Linked DNA regions of Mus musculus: all the other regions are linked to region 1. A link is a contact called in public Hi-C, Micro-C and promoter capture Hi-C data. All regions are on one chromosome and are shown on one strand. Each heading gives the region's core, a stretch centred on a gene start, on an enhancer-like site or on the middle of the called end of the contact. The rest is flanking DNA. Distances are from core to core; before and after follow the strand shown.

Region 1 (2,700 bases), core at 118-2,617:
TGGGCTGGCTCTGGCGCTACAAGGTGTCCAGGACACAGCCCCTTCCCGCACCTCCCAGGGACTTCCCACCCCTTCATATGACCTCAGCCTGCTGTGCCCACCCACCCAGCTGACCCCGAGAGCGTGCTCAGGCTTGGAAAAGCACGTCTGTGGGTGTGAGAGACGGAGCCACAGCATAAGGCGACTATGGGGAAGCTAGGTAAGTGTCTGCACTGGTTCTACACTAGCTTGGGGACGCGAAGGAGTGTGTCCAGCCGCGCCTGTTGGGCTGCCCGCCCCTTTCCCTCTCCACCGGAGAGCTCTGATGTTCCCCGCGGTGGTGGAAGAGGGTGTGTGGGTGTCAAGGACTCACAGACCAGACTCTGCTGTCAGCTGGAAATGGATGAGGGTTCCACACTTGGCTTCTGAAAGAGGGCGAATTGGGAACTGGGGTGGGGGGCGTTAGGTGAAGGACAGAAAGAGGAAAAAGAGATGCGGGTGAGGGGTTACCGAGCCAGGACCGACCTTGCTAGGAAGGAAAGGAGACGTGGCAAGCAGGGAAGTCGGAAAGATGAGGCAAGGGCGGGAGGGGCTTCTCAGGAGTCGGGGCCCTTTCGCGCGAGTCTGGGGCCCTTTCAGGAGGAAAGGGGGTGTTGTTCTTGCTTGAATTTTTCGGTTGGTCTTCCCGAAGCTTTGCCATGGGGGCAGCAGCCTGAGGGTGAGGTGCCCCCTCGACCCTCAGTTTACTGTAGCCGGTGCTGGAGAGGTTACGAGGAAAGAGGGATGTAGAAGGGTGATGGTCAGGGAGGGGGCGCGCTAAGATTTTTCAGGGTGGGGGTCTGCAGTGAGGTGCTGGGGCTTCAGGGTCAGGTCACCATGGGATACTGGCTCAGGCTCCAAAGACCAGGAGAAAATACAAGAAGCCGGCAAAGAAAATCATCCCCCGCCACCACCCTTGGCACCGTACCCCTCCCCCCAGGCCCCACCACTCCCCGCACCGCCTCCCCCGGCCGCCTCGTGCTGCCCCCTGCGTCGGGACGACCGACCCACGATTCTGATTGGTTGGAGACCGGGAGGGGGAGCCGAGGGCCGGATTGGCTGGCGGGGCCAGCGCAGGGCGGGGCGGCTGATTGGCGGAGCTTGCCGAGGGGCGCGCCGCTGATTGGCTGAGGACGAGGAAGCAGGAAGGAGGGCGGCGGAGGCTCCGCTCTCGGGGAGTTTGTGGGGGAACCGCGAGCGGCGTAGCGGATCCCGGAGCCCGGCCCCCGCTGCTCGCCCGTCCGGCCGCCTGCCCCGCCCGTCCGGCCCTAGCCGTCCGCCCGCCCCGGCCAGGCGCGCCCGCCCCCCCCGACGGCCCCGCCCGACCGCGGCCCCCGCTCCGCCTGCCCGGCCCCGGCCCCCAGGAGGAGGCGCTGACGCAGCAGCGTGGAGCCCGGGAATTGAGCGCCCCCGGGGGGTTCCAGCCGCCGGATTCCAGCCCGGCCAGGGCCTGCGGGCGCCCGAAGCCGCGCCGTCCGCGCCTCTCGTCCCGGTGAGCTAGGAGCCGGGATCCAGGAGGGGGTAGGGGAGGGCGAACGAGCGAGAGCGAGCGAGCTAGGTAGGCGGACTAGCAAAAGGGAGAGGACCGGCCGCCCGTCAGCGCGCCCCGCCGAGCGCGCCGCGCCGCCGCCCCCGCCAGCCCCGGGAAGGGACGGACGGACGACAAGAAGCAGGTGCGGCTGCTTGCCCGCCCGCGCGCGCCGCCTCCCTCCCCCGGGTCCGGCGCTGCGGTCCCGCCATCGGGGAGCATTGCGCGCCTCGAGGTGACAGCCCCCGGGGGGCGCCCGCCTCGCAGGCCGGGGGCGGGGTGGGTGGCGGCCGCAGGGTGGCAGCTTGGCCGGGCGGCGGCGGCGCGGGCGTCCCGGGCTACGGAGGGCGGGAGGACGCGGGGTGCTTCCTCGCCGCGGCGGAGCCGGCTCGCCTCCGAGTGCGCGGGCGGCAAGGCCCCCGCCAAGCCCCCTCCCCCATCGTGGTCCCGGAGGCTAGGGGCCGCGGCTGGGGGCGTCGCCGCGGGAGCGCCCTCTCGGGGTGGGGGGCGCCCTCCCGGGTTGGGAGCTGACCGGCAATTGCCGGAGGGGGGATGGGGATGGGGGCCGCGTCAGGGCGAGGGGTAGTGTGGACTCGATCGGGTCGGGCTGAAGGAAGGGAGGCGCCGAAGACGGAAGGGGACCGGTTCGAACAGCGAGTGTGGGCCGCGGGAGGCCCTGTGGGGACCGTGCGGGGCGGCGGCCGAGTCCGAGGTGGGGCGGGGGGAATCGAAGTTGTCAGACCGCCTCCAAGTGACAGCGGGACCCGGTGCTCCAGGCCTGGCCTGGTTGTGCCCTGCCAGTCCCGCCGCCTCTCCTCTGGGGCCGTGGACCGGGTCAGGTCGGGCCCAAGGGGCCCGCTCGGCGGTGAAGAGCCGGACAAAGGCGGCGCCCGAGCGGGCGCAGGTAGTGGTATCGGGGAGGGGAGCGAGTCCGGGGCACCCACCCCAAGGGGCGGGCACGGGGCCGGACTCTGCCCTGGGGACTGCGGGGGCCGGGGCGTCCACCGGGAGGAGCTGCGGCACTGGCTCTGGTCTGTAGCCGCAGATATCCTCGCGGCTCCGGGAAGAGTGGGGTCGACTTAGCCAAGGCGGAGGGGCAGGGTTGAGGGGTGTGCGCACCGAGTGCCCTGGCCGGTGGCGAATGGGCTGGTGGA
Region 2 (2,700 bases), core at 107-2,606, 300 kb before region 1:
TTTGACAGAATGGGCTATGTACACCTCTAAGGAGACGAGAGAGGGAGGGAAGATTGAGTCTTAAGGGAGAGGCAGTGCAGTAAGGAAGAGAGTGTAGTACAGGATACAGCAGTCCTGGAGAGCAGTGCAGTATTGTTGCGAGGGAGAGTAGAGCAGCACGGGAGGGAGAGGGAGGCAGGTTGAAAAGAGAACAAGCTGGACACAGGTAAAGACAGAATGAGCAAGAGATTGAGAAAGAGCCAGAAGATTAGGAAATAGAAAAGACTGCTAGAGTGAGTTTGAGGCCAAGCAGAGCAATTCAGGGGCTGGGAGAGAAGCCAGATTGAGTCAGTCAGCTGGGAGAGGAGTTTGAGCCAGAACAGCTGAGTTGAACCAGCCAGGTAGACTTCAGAAAGAACAAGAAAGGGTGAGCTTATTCAACAAAATTGAGAGGCTGACCTAGATTAGATCTTATGGAGGCTAGAATTTTCTAGGAGTGGATCTAGGTCAGCAGATGGAGGCAGTAAGCCCCTCAGACAACAATCACAACAGGAGAATAAAAGTTATTTTTATAGCCTGATCTACAGAGCGAGTTCCAGGATAGCCAAGGCTACACAGAGAACCCTTGTTTTGAAAAACAAAAACAAACAAAAAACAAAAGCAAACTTTTTATTGTGAAGTAAAGTTGCCCTGGATGGTCTTGAAGTCTTGGTCCTCACATCTCAGTCTCCAGAGTAGCTGAACTATAGGCCTGCATTACCAAGCCTTTAGCTCCAGTGAGACAGGCAAAGCGCTTACCCTGTTTGTATTCTGTGTTAGATCGTAGTTTACAGGACATCTGGTAGGCTGCATGAGAGAACAAATGGTACACTTCCAAGAGAATTTAAAGGAAGTTGGTCAAAGTTGAGAAGTTGTAGAGGTCAAAGGGCTTGCTGGGGAAAGGAAGTGCAGTGCTAAACCAGGTCTTGTGTAAAAGAGAAAAACGAGAACACAGTCTTTCCACAGGAAACAGCTGGGTGAGAGTGGCCTAAGGATCCCTGGACAGGTGTTAAGACCTGGGGCTCAGACAAGACCTAGGCGTAGCACAGTTAATTGTTCGGAGCAACCCAGAAGAGTAATGTACTCAAAGACACGTTATGAAACTGAAACCATCAAAGAACCTCTTGTTAATAAAGTGTCTCTCCCTGGGTTCGAAGGCTTGTCTTAGAAAGGAAACACAGAGCAAACTCGAAGTGCCTGAGCACGCTGCAGTGCTAGGACAACCATTGGTCCTTGCACCTCAAACCTGAAACTACAACTCCCATTGTGCATTGCGCAGCGCGTGCTTAAACCCGGGATACACTACAATCCCCAGAATGCTTTGGGAGGAGCGGGAGCGGGGAGCGGCGAGGCTACGTCTGCGTCAAGAGACGTTAAATTTGAAACTTGGCGGCCCGTGCGTGATGGGGGCGTGAGGAGGCTATTCTGAGAAGGAATCGGGTGCGTGGTTTTGTTTAGGAGCACGGGGTGACGATCTTCGCAGCTCCAGAGCCAGCTGAAGGTTGAGGGAGACTCAGTTAGCACTCGGAGGATAAAGGTCTGCGGAAGGGCGAGAGCAAGTATTGGGAATGCAGGATGGCGGAGGCGAGGTAAGGACCGGACGCAAATTGCTGCCGCTGGGTGCTCGGCTGGCGAGGGGAGGATCGAGGAGGTCGGCCAAGAGCAGGTCTCCCCAAACCCCCTTCCCAACGGCGTGGAGCCCTGCATCCAGCCAGGGGGCAAGACTGGGAGAGTTTGGAATTTGCCATATGATCTGGTTCTGAAACTCACCTCAGCCGTTTTTATTTGACCTTGAACATGTTTACGGAGGGGTGGGGGCACGCAGATATTAATGCTGCTTTATGGAGTTCTGGGAGGATTCAAGATGTTTGTAAAGTACCTGCTTTCAACTAATAAGTGTTCTCACTTTGCTAGCAGCTTAGGGATCTGAAGAGCAGAGCACTTGCAGCTTTTCCTCATCATAAAATATAGAGGGTTTTTCTAGGTTAGAATTTAAGATGCATTTCAATTATGGAACTTATAATAACTGGGTAATTGCTGTCATAAGCTGTCATTCATGGAAGAGAATTTATCGACTACCATTTTGAGCACTGAAGGCGAACAGTAAAAGACACAAAATCCCAACCTTTGTGAAGCTTAAGTTCTGGGGAGGAATGAATCGGGGTGTGTGTCGCGGATGGGCAATAAGACATGTTTAACATCAGATAGAATCAGTATTAACAAGTGTAAAGCAAGAGAAGACGGCATTGGAGGTAGAACTAGTGTGGTTTCAGAAGGGTTTGGACATGTAACTCAGGAAGGGCACTTGTTCAAGGTACATAAGGCCTTAGTTCATTACCCAGCAATGAGGCTTGGGGGTGGGGGAGTCGGGGCAGAGGGAGATTTGAACAGAGGCCTCCCTGATGAGATGGCACTTGGGTCTGAACTAGAAGGAACTAGTCACGGACAGGTGAGATGGCTCTGTGGATAGAGATAATTGCTAACCAAGACTGAGGACCTGTTTGGTCACCCCTCCCCCACCCCCGAAACCCCATGGTGGAAGGAGAGAAACAACTCTAAGGTTGTGGCCTGACTTACACACACACACACACACACACACACACACACACACGGCGGGGGGGGGGGGTGAGAATAAATACATTTTTGTTTTGTTTTGTTTTTTGTTTTTTTCGAGACAGGGTT
Region 3 (2,700 bases), core at 111-2,610, 340 kb after region 1:
AGTGCTGTACCAACACCAGCGCCATCAGCAGTGCCATCACTAGGCCAAATGTTTTATAGTCTTAAAGATATATATATATTTATGATACGTGTATGTGTGTGTATGTGTGAATAAATACCACATTTGCACAGGTGTTTGAGGAGGCCAGAAGAGGGTTTCAGACCCCTTGGAGCTAGAGTTCAAGAGGCTGTGAGCCCTGAGATGTGGATGCTGGGAATTGAACTCTGGTCCTCCACAAGAGTAGCAATTGCTCTGAACTGTTGATCCGTCTCTCCTGGGGGGCTGGGGGGCATAAATAAGACAAATCTTGCCAGATATAGTGACTCATCTCTGTAATTGCAACACTAGGAAATGATGCAGAACCAGAGATGCTTTTCAAGGCCTTGTCTCAGAAATAAGTTAATTTGAAAGAAAACAGGAGTGTAGATGTCCTGTAGACATCTGGGATGTGAAGAAAGGACTGCGTGTTTTTCATTTAGGAAAAGCAATGAGCTTGGTATGAAGGTGTTCCCTGTTGCGTGGGAGATTAACTGAACCCTTCAGAGAGCTGGAGCCTCCAGGTGTCCAAACAGGGAATTTATGTGGAAGAGAGTGGTCAACTACTCACTGGGAGTTCCCCTTGGGATGGGAGAGTAAACCTGAGATTCAGGGAAGGGGACAATTTACCAACAAAAGATGAAGAGTTCAAAAGGAAATGTTTACAAGAATGAGGGAGAGGCGCAAACAAAAGGGAATGCACTCCTGTGGGTGAAACAGGGAAGCCAGGATACCAGGAATCACCTGTTGGTCCACTCTCGCAGAAGGAAGGGCTGTCCTGAGCTGCATCAGTGAAGCACGAATCCCAGGATCTGGTTTACACAAACGCAGCCTATCCAACTTTGGGGTTCTCTTCTTACTGGAAAACTGGAAATGATGTCCCAAGGGCAGGCCACAGACAGCGAAATCGTTTGCATAAGCTTTCCCCGACATTTCTCCTCCAACTCCTTCCCAAACGCCCCCAGCCAAGGGTAGGGAATGCCGGCTCTAACCGGAAAGGAAGGCCGGAGGCAACCGCACCTGCGCCACCTTGCAGGGGTGTCGCGGCCCAATGTGGGCTTAGGGACGCACTTCTGGTGTTCAGGGACCCAACGAGTGGCTGGACTCCGTGGAGCCAGGGTAGAGCCGCCTCCAGGGCACGCGGGCCTCACCCACGCCGCTGGGCGTTCGGAAACCACGGGCGCTGCGGCTGGGTCTGGGGTGGCTGAGCCGCCCGGCGGGTCCAGCCGGAAGTTCTGCTGGGCAGGACCGGTGGGAGTACAACCGGCGTGGGCGGGGCCGGCGGCGCAGGGGTTAATGCCAGTCCCGCCCCGCGCTCTGACTCAGTTTCACCAGAAACTAGAAAGGCCGGGAGGAGGCAGCCAATCTTCCGTGCAGCCAGAGCCGGGCGGAAGCCGGGCGGGATCGTCGGCGGTCCCACCCCGTTCACCTGCGCAGGTAGCTGGGGCGGACGGTAGGCGGACGCCCAGCGGGCTCCGGGCATGTTTGGCGGACGTCCGCTCTGTGTTGGGGTACGCGAGCTCCTGAGCGGTGCTCTGCCGGACGTCGGCGGTCCGGTCCGAGTGTGCGTGGGCGGATCGTCCTGCGTGCGCCTCCTTGTTCCCAGTGCCCCGCGCCCCTACCCGAGCTGATCAGGTGTGTCTCCTCTGCCTCCTCCCATCTCAGGTCACAAGCACCCTCGGAACCCGGAGGCTCGCACTGTGAAGGTGACCCCCGCCTCGGGGAGGAGGGCGACGGCCCCTGGGAGCACGATGGCGGGCCGCCGCCTGGCGCGGGCCAGCATCTCTGCGGTCGGCGTATGGCTCCTTTGCGCGCTTGGCCTCCAGGCCACCGAGGCCGAGCTGCCGTCCGCACCCGCTGAGCTTCCCGGGGGAGCCGCCTGCTTGAGCCGCTTTACCAGCGGGGTGCCGTCCTTTGTGCTGGACACCGAAGCCTCAGTCAGCAACGGGGCCACCTTCCTGGGTTCCCCGACGGCGCGCCGCGGCTGGGACTGCGTGCGCTCCTGCTGCACCACTCAGAACTGCAACCTGGCGCTGGTGGAGCTGCAGCCAGACGGCGGCGAGGACGCCATCTCTGCCTGCTTCCTCATGAACTGCCTGTACGAGCAGAACTTCGTGTGCAAGTTCGCTCCGAAGGAGGGCTTCATCAACTATCTTACTCAGGAGCTTTACCGCTCCTACCGCGAGCTGCGGACTCGAGGCTTTGGAGGTGAGGAAAGTTGCTGGCCAGAAGGGCTAGGCAGGTTAGGGAGGCTTGGCGAAGACAACAAAAAGGAGTTAGGGAGGAGAGCCCTTCCATCGACTCCCTTTGAAGTAGGCAGTATTTTGTAAACAAAGGGGATGGGAGATTGGGGAAGGATGGCATCTCAGGGCTCAGGTTCTGGCTCCTGAAGGGTGTTCAGAGTTGGGGGTTGAAGGCCTAGCCCAGGATGTGCCTATGAGAGAAGTGAAGTGACTTTCTAGGTTTCGCTACCTCTGTCTCTGATAGGCTAAGTCAGGGAACGTTGATGCGCCCAAGTGACTACTAGAAAGGCATCCTGGCCAAGTGTTGTCCTGGGCCGTTTGAGGCCTTGACAAAATGAGCCTGACCATGGTCTCCTCCGGTGGCTGCATAAGGTACAGGTTAGTGTCTCTGCCCTGGGAATAGATTGGCCTTTTGCAGGTG
Region 4 (2,700 bases), core at 137-2,636, 270 kb after region 1:
TTCTGAGACAGATTCAGTTCTCTCTCTCTGTCTCTCTGTCTCTCTCTGTCTCTCTCTGTCTCTGTCTCTCTGTCTCTCTGTCTCTGTCTCTCTCTCTGTCTCTCTCTCTGTCTCTCTCTCTCTCTGCCTCTCTCTCTCTCTCTCTCTCTCTCTCTCTCTCTCTCTCTCTCTCTCTCTTCCTTCCTGTTGCTGAGATAAAATACTCAAAACAAACAACAACCACCACCACAACAAGCCCAGCATCTTAGGGGAAAAAGAGCTTATTTTATCCCAGCTCTCAGTTCCGGCTTACAACGGAGCTTAGGATCAAACTCAGCGAACCATGGAATCAGCGGAGCATCATCCCAGCCCCTGTAGGGGTTCTTGATAGGTTCCCTGATGAGACTTTTATTTTCACCGTCCCAGGACTGAGGGTTAAATTTAGAACCTCAGTTTTTGCCCTCTACCTCTGCATTACAGCACGTCCCTTTCTGCCTCTTTAACGAGCTCTTTGTTAAACATAGATGCGTCTTATCCCTCTCGCTAATTGTTGGGGTGCGAGAGCTGGTGCCGGACAGGAAGAGGATCATATAAATACATCAGACCAGTTAGGTAAGAAGGTCAGGTTTCCAGGCCAGGGGCGGGGCGTGTTCCAGGGCAACTGGTTATATGCTTTTCCAGGGCAACTATTTTGTTCGTCTTTGCTTTTTAGGGAACCAATCAGAATGAGTCGGTTGAAGAATGTTGACCTGTCTACTTCTAGATGAGGGCGTGGACCAGCTAGTTGTGAACTCGCCGCCCTCTCTTGGGCATCAGGCTTAGGGATCGACGTTTCTATGCCTCAGGTGTTACCCTGTGATCTGCGCGTGCTCCCAAGGCTCCCTGCAGGAGGAACAGGTTCCGCGCCTTTACAGCCAGAGGACTGGCACCCAGCCAAGAGTGTAGATGATGCACAGACTTAATTTGCAGGGCCATAGATAGGCATGCAAAGACCCGCAGCCACACTTGAAAATGACAGACCCCAGGACAGACCCCAGGACGCAGGACTGCCCAGGACCTGACACTCGCGTCTCGCCTCGCCTCGTGCACTTAAGTTCACAAGGCACGCGTCCTGGTGAGGACACGCAGTCCCCGCTTCCCTTTAGTCCTCAGCGCAGTTTTCGCTCTGCTACGTTTTAGGGACAGGCGGAAACCGACTGGCATCCGCCGGACTTTGGAGCCTGAGCATGGAGGTATTGCAGGAAGAGGGCAAAGGGGCGACAGGCACCCTGTACGCCATGGCCACAACTCCTAGTGAAGTCCGCGGGGACACGCCCGCTTCCAGGTCTCTGGGGCGGCGGGACCGCGGCGCGCGCTCCTGATTGGCTCGTGCAGTGTCCGCACGGCCGCCAAGCGCCGCCCGCGGACAGAGCAGGGAGTAACGGGACTGTGGTCGCGGGCAGCCCCAGCCACGCACCATGCCCTATCTGCTCATCAGCACTCAGATCCGTATGGTGAGTACCTGGAGTGGGTGACAGCGACAGCCACTCTAAGGGACTTTCCTGATGGTCCCGCAACCGGCCTACCACGCCCCCGCGGCGCGGACACCAGGCAGGGTCAGGCGACTGGATGGGCAGGGAGTTCCGCGGGGACACCCACGACCCGCTTCACAAGCGCTGCAGCCAGGGCCCGCACGCCAAAGGCCAAGCTAAGCTGCGCACACAGCGGCTCACCTGTAGCCCCCTCCAGGCAGGGCTCGTTCTGATGCAGAGAGAATTCGGGTTAGAGGTGGAGAGGGCTGCGGGCAGCCTGGAGAGCACCACGCGGGGGTCTGAGGTCACGCTTCTCTAGGTGAAGTTTCGGGGGGGGACATGGGAGGGAGGTGGTACTGGCTGCTTTATAAGTCTCCTCAAATCCCCTTTCAAAGGATACCTGGTGCCCCCCCACCCCCACAGCTAAATAGCTGGGCGCGCTACCCCATCCTATTCCAATGCCCAGCGGTAGGTACAAATCTAGCTCCCAGGGGATAGCCAGGAGTAGTGGGCTCAGCATGAAACAGGAGAGGTCTTGACAATACCCAAAGGGCCATGAAAACCTGTACAGTTGTTGAAATCTGGATTGCTGGGCACATTCACCTCTCTTCCTCCTCAAATAATTTTTTAAAATTCTTTCCAAGTTTTCTTTCTTTGTTTTTTAGAGTTTTATTTATTTATTTTATGTATATGAGTATACTGTAGCTGTACAGATGGTTATGAGACTTCATGTGGTTGTTGGGAATTGACCGGTCAACCCCAGTCACTCAGGCCCAAAGATTTATTTATTATAAATCAGTACACTGTAGCTGTATTCAGATGCACCAGAAGAGGGTGTCAGATTTCATTGTGGGTGGTTGTGAGCTACCATGTGAGATTTGAACTCAGGACCTTTGGAAGAGCAGTCAGTGCTCTTACATGCTGAGCCATCTCACTAGCCTTCTTTCCAAGTTTTGTGTATGTGTGTGACAGGGTCTCATGTAACACAGGCTGGCCTCAGTTTGTTATGTATTGGAGGCTAGCCTTGCTTCCCAATTACTGGGATTACAGGCATGTCCCACCAGGCATGTCCTACCTGGCTTGGTTCTCTTAAATTATGGAGGTTTTGTTGTCTGTCTGTCTGTCTGTCTGTCTTTCTGTCTGTTTTTTTCCTTTGGGGGGGGCGGGGAGCGGAAATTCAAGACAGGATTTCCCTGTGTAGGCCCATCTG
Region 5 (2,700 bases), core at 179-2,678, 280 kb before region 1:
TTGGTAGTTTAGAGTCTGTCTTTCTCGCGGCAGCTATTTGTCTGGAACGGTTCTCCTTCCCTCCAGCTTTTCTCCCCCACTGTTGTAGTAACCTAGGTTCCCATTGTTTTGAAGGGCATTATTATCCCAAAGGTCTTCTCGAGCCATTAGCTCATCATTCTGCTTCCCCAAAGAGCAAACTTCCTATTCTTTTTTTTTTTTTTTTTTTCTAGACAGGGTTTCTCTGTGTAGCCCTGGCTGTCCTGGAACTCACTCTGTAGATCAGGCTGGCCTCGAACTCAGAAATCTGCCTGCCTCTGCCTCCCAAGCGCTGGGACTAAAGGTGTGCGCCACCTCTGCCCGCAAACTTCCTATTCTTTAAAAAAGCAAACAGCAACAACAAACACCTTACTCCTGTTATTCAGGGCAGGGGAGGGCGTGGCATGCACTGTGGGTGGGGGGCAGAAGTCATTACTGTGGAGTTTTCTCTACGGTAACATGGGCTCTGGAGACAACTTAGGTTGTTAGGACTGCATCTTGGAGTGGCAAGGGCTTTTATCCACTGAGCCATCTTTCTGTCCATCTCTTATTCTTCTCCTGTGTATGTGTGTGTTGTAGGGAGGGGGCAGGGTTTGCATTCTTTCTTAGTTACTGTTCTATTTCTGTGAAGAGACACCATGACCAAGGCATTAGTAATTCTTAAAAAGAACATAATGAATTGGAGCTTGCTTACAGTTTCAGAGGTTTAGTCCATTGTCAGGGTGGAGAGCATGGTGGCACTGAGGCAGACATGGTGCTGGAGAAGGAGCTACCTGTCTACATCTGGATCTGCAGGCAACAGGAAGAGAGAGACACAGGGCCTGGCTTGGTCTTTTGAAACCCCAAAGTTCACCCCCTGACTAACATTCAAATATAGGAGCTTTTCAGAGCCATTCTTATTCAAACAAGCACATACACCCCATGCTGTTGGTTGCTCTGGTGCTGTTTGTATTCCGATGTTAATTCTGCCTCCTCAGGTGGGACTTCCCTCCCACCTGCCAGCAGTGGATGGATCCTGTACTCTGGGGATCCCGTGTGAACCTTTTCCTCATTTTATTTGGTCAAATAAAGGCTAGAGCCTGTGATTGGACAGTGGAGGACAAAGGTGGAAGGAGAGAAGGAAGGAGAGGGGAGGACAGAAGAAGGGAAGGAGAAAGAAGATGGAGCAGAACCACATGGCCAGAAGAAACTGCAAGTAGCAAAGGCTCATAGCTGAGGAATGAGCTTGTATAGTGCTAGATCTGCCCAATCTAGGCATATAGTGTATAAATATAATAACTGGATTGTGTGTTTTTTATACGGGCTTATTGGGGTTGGAAATTACTGTTATATACGTGTATGCATATGCATGCACATTTGTGTGACGCTGGGATTTTCCCTCCATCACTTGAGAGCTTGTCTATGACTAGTGTGGCTAGCCAGTTTGCTCTGGGGAATCCCCATCTAAAGTGCAGCTGTCGTGCTTGCATGGCAGGCGCACTCACACCGAGCCATCTTCCCAACCCGACTTCCCAGTCTTCTCATTGCCAGTGTTCTCATAGGTAATCTCTCTGTTCATGGTCGTCAGAGGCCCTTTTGCCAAATCCAGTGCCTGTTTCTTCACAATACCACATGTCTACCTCTCCAACCCCACCTTTTACTGCTTTCCTTCTGAGAAGCTATAAGCAAGCTGGCTTTCCTGGATTGTTCAATACAGTAGTCTTCCTGTATTGACAGACTTCTCCTAAATCTTTATATGACTGATCCCTCATCATTCAGTTTTAGCCTTATCATTGCATTTTATCAAAAAAATCACTGGTTTTTAGTAGATATGACCTACATGGCCTTTTATTTTTTTTTTTTTAAGATTTACTTACTATGTATAGGAGTGCTCTATCTGCATGTACACCTGCATGCCAGAAGAGAGCATCGGATCCCATTACAGATGGTTGTGAGCCACCATGTGGTTGCTGGGGATTGAATCAGGACCTCTGGAAGAGCAGGCGGTGCTCACTGAACCATCACTCCCGCCTCGCTCCGCCCCACCTGCGTATCTTCATCTCCTAAGCATCTCCATAAGTACCCTCCGTTTGGTACTGTTGCTGTTTGACATTTTTGCTATACTAAGTATTGCGCTTCAGGCTTGCACTGTAAATCAAGTGATCTATCACTGGGCTATGTTTGGGGGGTGTTTTGCTTGTTTATTTGTTTAAGAAATCTACTCCTGTAACTAACTTAGTCTGGCCTTGAACTGCTGTGTATCTAGGGATGATATTGACTTTGAATCTTCCTGTCTCTACCTCCCAAGGACCGAGCTTACAGGCATGCATCACTGAGCCTTGTTCTTACAGACCCAGGGTTTCATGCTAGGCAAGCACGCTACCAACTAAGCTGCATTCCATGCCCTGTTGTATAGATACTTTTGGCGTTTCTGAGAAAGTCTTGCTTATAGCCCAAGTTAGCTGAGAACACTAAATGATTCTCTTATTACTTTTTGTGATCCTGACATACTTGGATATTAGCTTCGTATGGCCAAGGACTTGGTATCATTGGGACCTATTTTCCGTTGTACCTGTGCATTGCAGCTGTTCCTCTTTTTCTAGACTAGATACATAAAAGAATAGAGAAGCAGACCTCAAATCGAGGGCGTTCTCCTCCACTGCTCCTTTTCGTTAATATTGATTTGTACGCTGAGGGTATGAG

Evidence for each region. Promoter capture Hi-C pulls out the DNA fragments that hold promoters and counts their contacts. Hi-C and Micro-C count contacts between places; a contact is called where the count stands out from the background.
Region 2: a promoter capture Hi-C map of 3T3-L1-derived adipocytes shows a contact between it and region 1, with 9 times the contacts expected there. The contact joins the promoter of Bub1b here to the promoter of Bahd1 in region 1. A contact is called at or near these places in 12 of 39 promoter capture datasets (3T3-L1-derived adipocytes, the HPC-7 cell line, the SN4741 cell line and 9 more), 8 of 115 datasets of contacts at active chromatin or transcription factors (bone marrow-derived macrophages, embryonic limb bud, embryonic stem cells and 5 more) and 4 of 9 other capture datasets (adipose tissue, liver, macrophages and 1 more).
Region 3: a Micro-C map of embryonic stem cells shows a contact between it and region 1, with 5 times the contacts expected there. The contact joins the promoter of Spint1 here to the promoter of Bahd1 in region 1. A contact is called at or near these places in 1 of 484 Hi-C or Micro-C datasets (embryonic stem cells), 3 of 115 datasets of contacts at active chromatin or transcription factors (bone marrow-derived macrophages, embryonic stem cells and pancreatic cancer cells) and 1 of 9 other capture datasets (liver).
Region 4: a promoter capture Hi-C map of 3T3-L1-derived adipocytes shows a contact between it and region 1, with 2.8 times the contacts expected there. The contact joins the promoter of Gchfr here to the promoter of Bahd1 in region 1. A contact is called at or near these places in 5 of 39 promoter capture datasets (the 3T3-L1 cell line, 3T3-L1-derived adipocytes, the C10 cell line and 1 more), 3 of 484 Hi-C or Micro-C datasets (the G1E-ER4 cell line and embryonic stem cells), 3 of 115 datasets of contacts at active chromatin or transcription factors (memory CD8 T cells, microglia and pancreatic cancer cells) and 1 of 9 other capture datasets (adipose tissue).
Region 5: a Hi-C map of B cells shows a contact between it and region 1, with 6 read pairs. The contact joins the enhancer-like site here to the promoter of Bahd1 in region 1. A contact is called at or near these places in 12 of 39 promoter capture datasets (the C10 cell line, the HPC-7 cell line, cranial neural crest and 7 more), 1 of 15 datasets of contacts at CTCF or cohesin (the NIH/3T3 cell line), 18 of 484 Hi-C or Micro-C datasets (the 4T1 cell line, B cells, CD4 single positive thymocytes and 12 more), 18 of 115 datasets of contacts at active chromatin or transcription factors (the 230-238 cell line, bone marrow-derived macrophages, craniofacial prominence and 13 more) and 3 of 9 other capture datasets (adipose tissue, embryonic stem cells and liver).

Annotation. Positions count from the first base shown.
Region 1 is chr2:118,900,248-118,902,947 of GRCm38.p6, forward strand. It overlaps Bahd1 (bromo adjacent homology domain containing 1), which reads left to right and starts at 1,368. Exons shown (of 7, transcript NM_001045523.1): 1 at 1,368-1,510. It overlaps Gm32957 (a long non-coding RNA gene), which reads right to left and starts at 933. Exons shown (of 4, transcript XR_003954052.1): 1 at 505-933.
Region 2 is chr2:118,596,855-118,599,554 of GRCm38.p6, forward strand. It overlaps Bub1b (BUB1B, mitotic checkpoint serine/threonine kinase), which reads left to right and starts at 1,357. Exons shown (of 23, transcript NM_009773.3): 1 at 1,357-1,607. The coding sequence starts at 1,594.
Region 3 is chr2:119,236,000-119,238,699 of GRCm38.p6, forward strand. It overlaps Spint1 (serine protease inhibitor, Kunitz type 1), which reads left to right and starts at 1,361. Exons shown (of 11, transcript NM_016907.3): 1 at 1,361-1,473; 2 at 1,702-2,244. The coding sequence starts at 1,788.
Region 4 is chr2:119,166,402-119,169,101 of GRCm38.p6, forward strand. Gchfr (GTP cyclohydrolase I feedback regulator) reads left to right here and starts at 1,387. Exons shown (of 3, transcript NM_177157.4): 1 at 1,387-1,472. The coding sequence starts at 1,437.
Region 5 is chr2:118,619,368-118,622,067 of GRCm38.p6, forward strand. All of the region lies in intron 9 of Bub1b (BUB1B, mitotic checkpoint serine/threonine kinase), which reads left to right. Among named protein-coding and RNA genes, the nearest start is that of Bub1b, 23 kb to the left of the region's middle. Within about 2 kb of position 1,429, at least 32 of the 459 cell types and tissues checked have an H3K27ac peak or open chromatin away from gene starts, as enhancers often do. A contact at or near this core is called in the 4T1 cell line, B cells, CD8 T cells and 4 more, where this site is marked.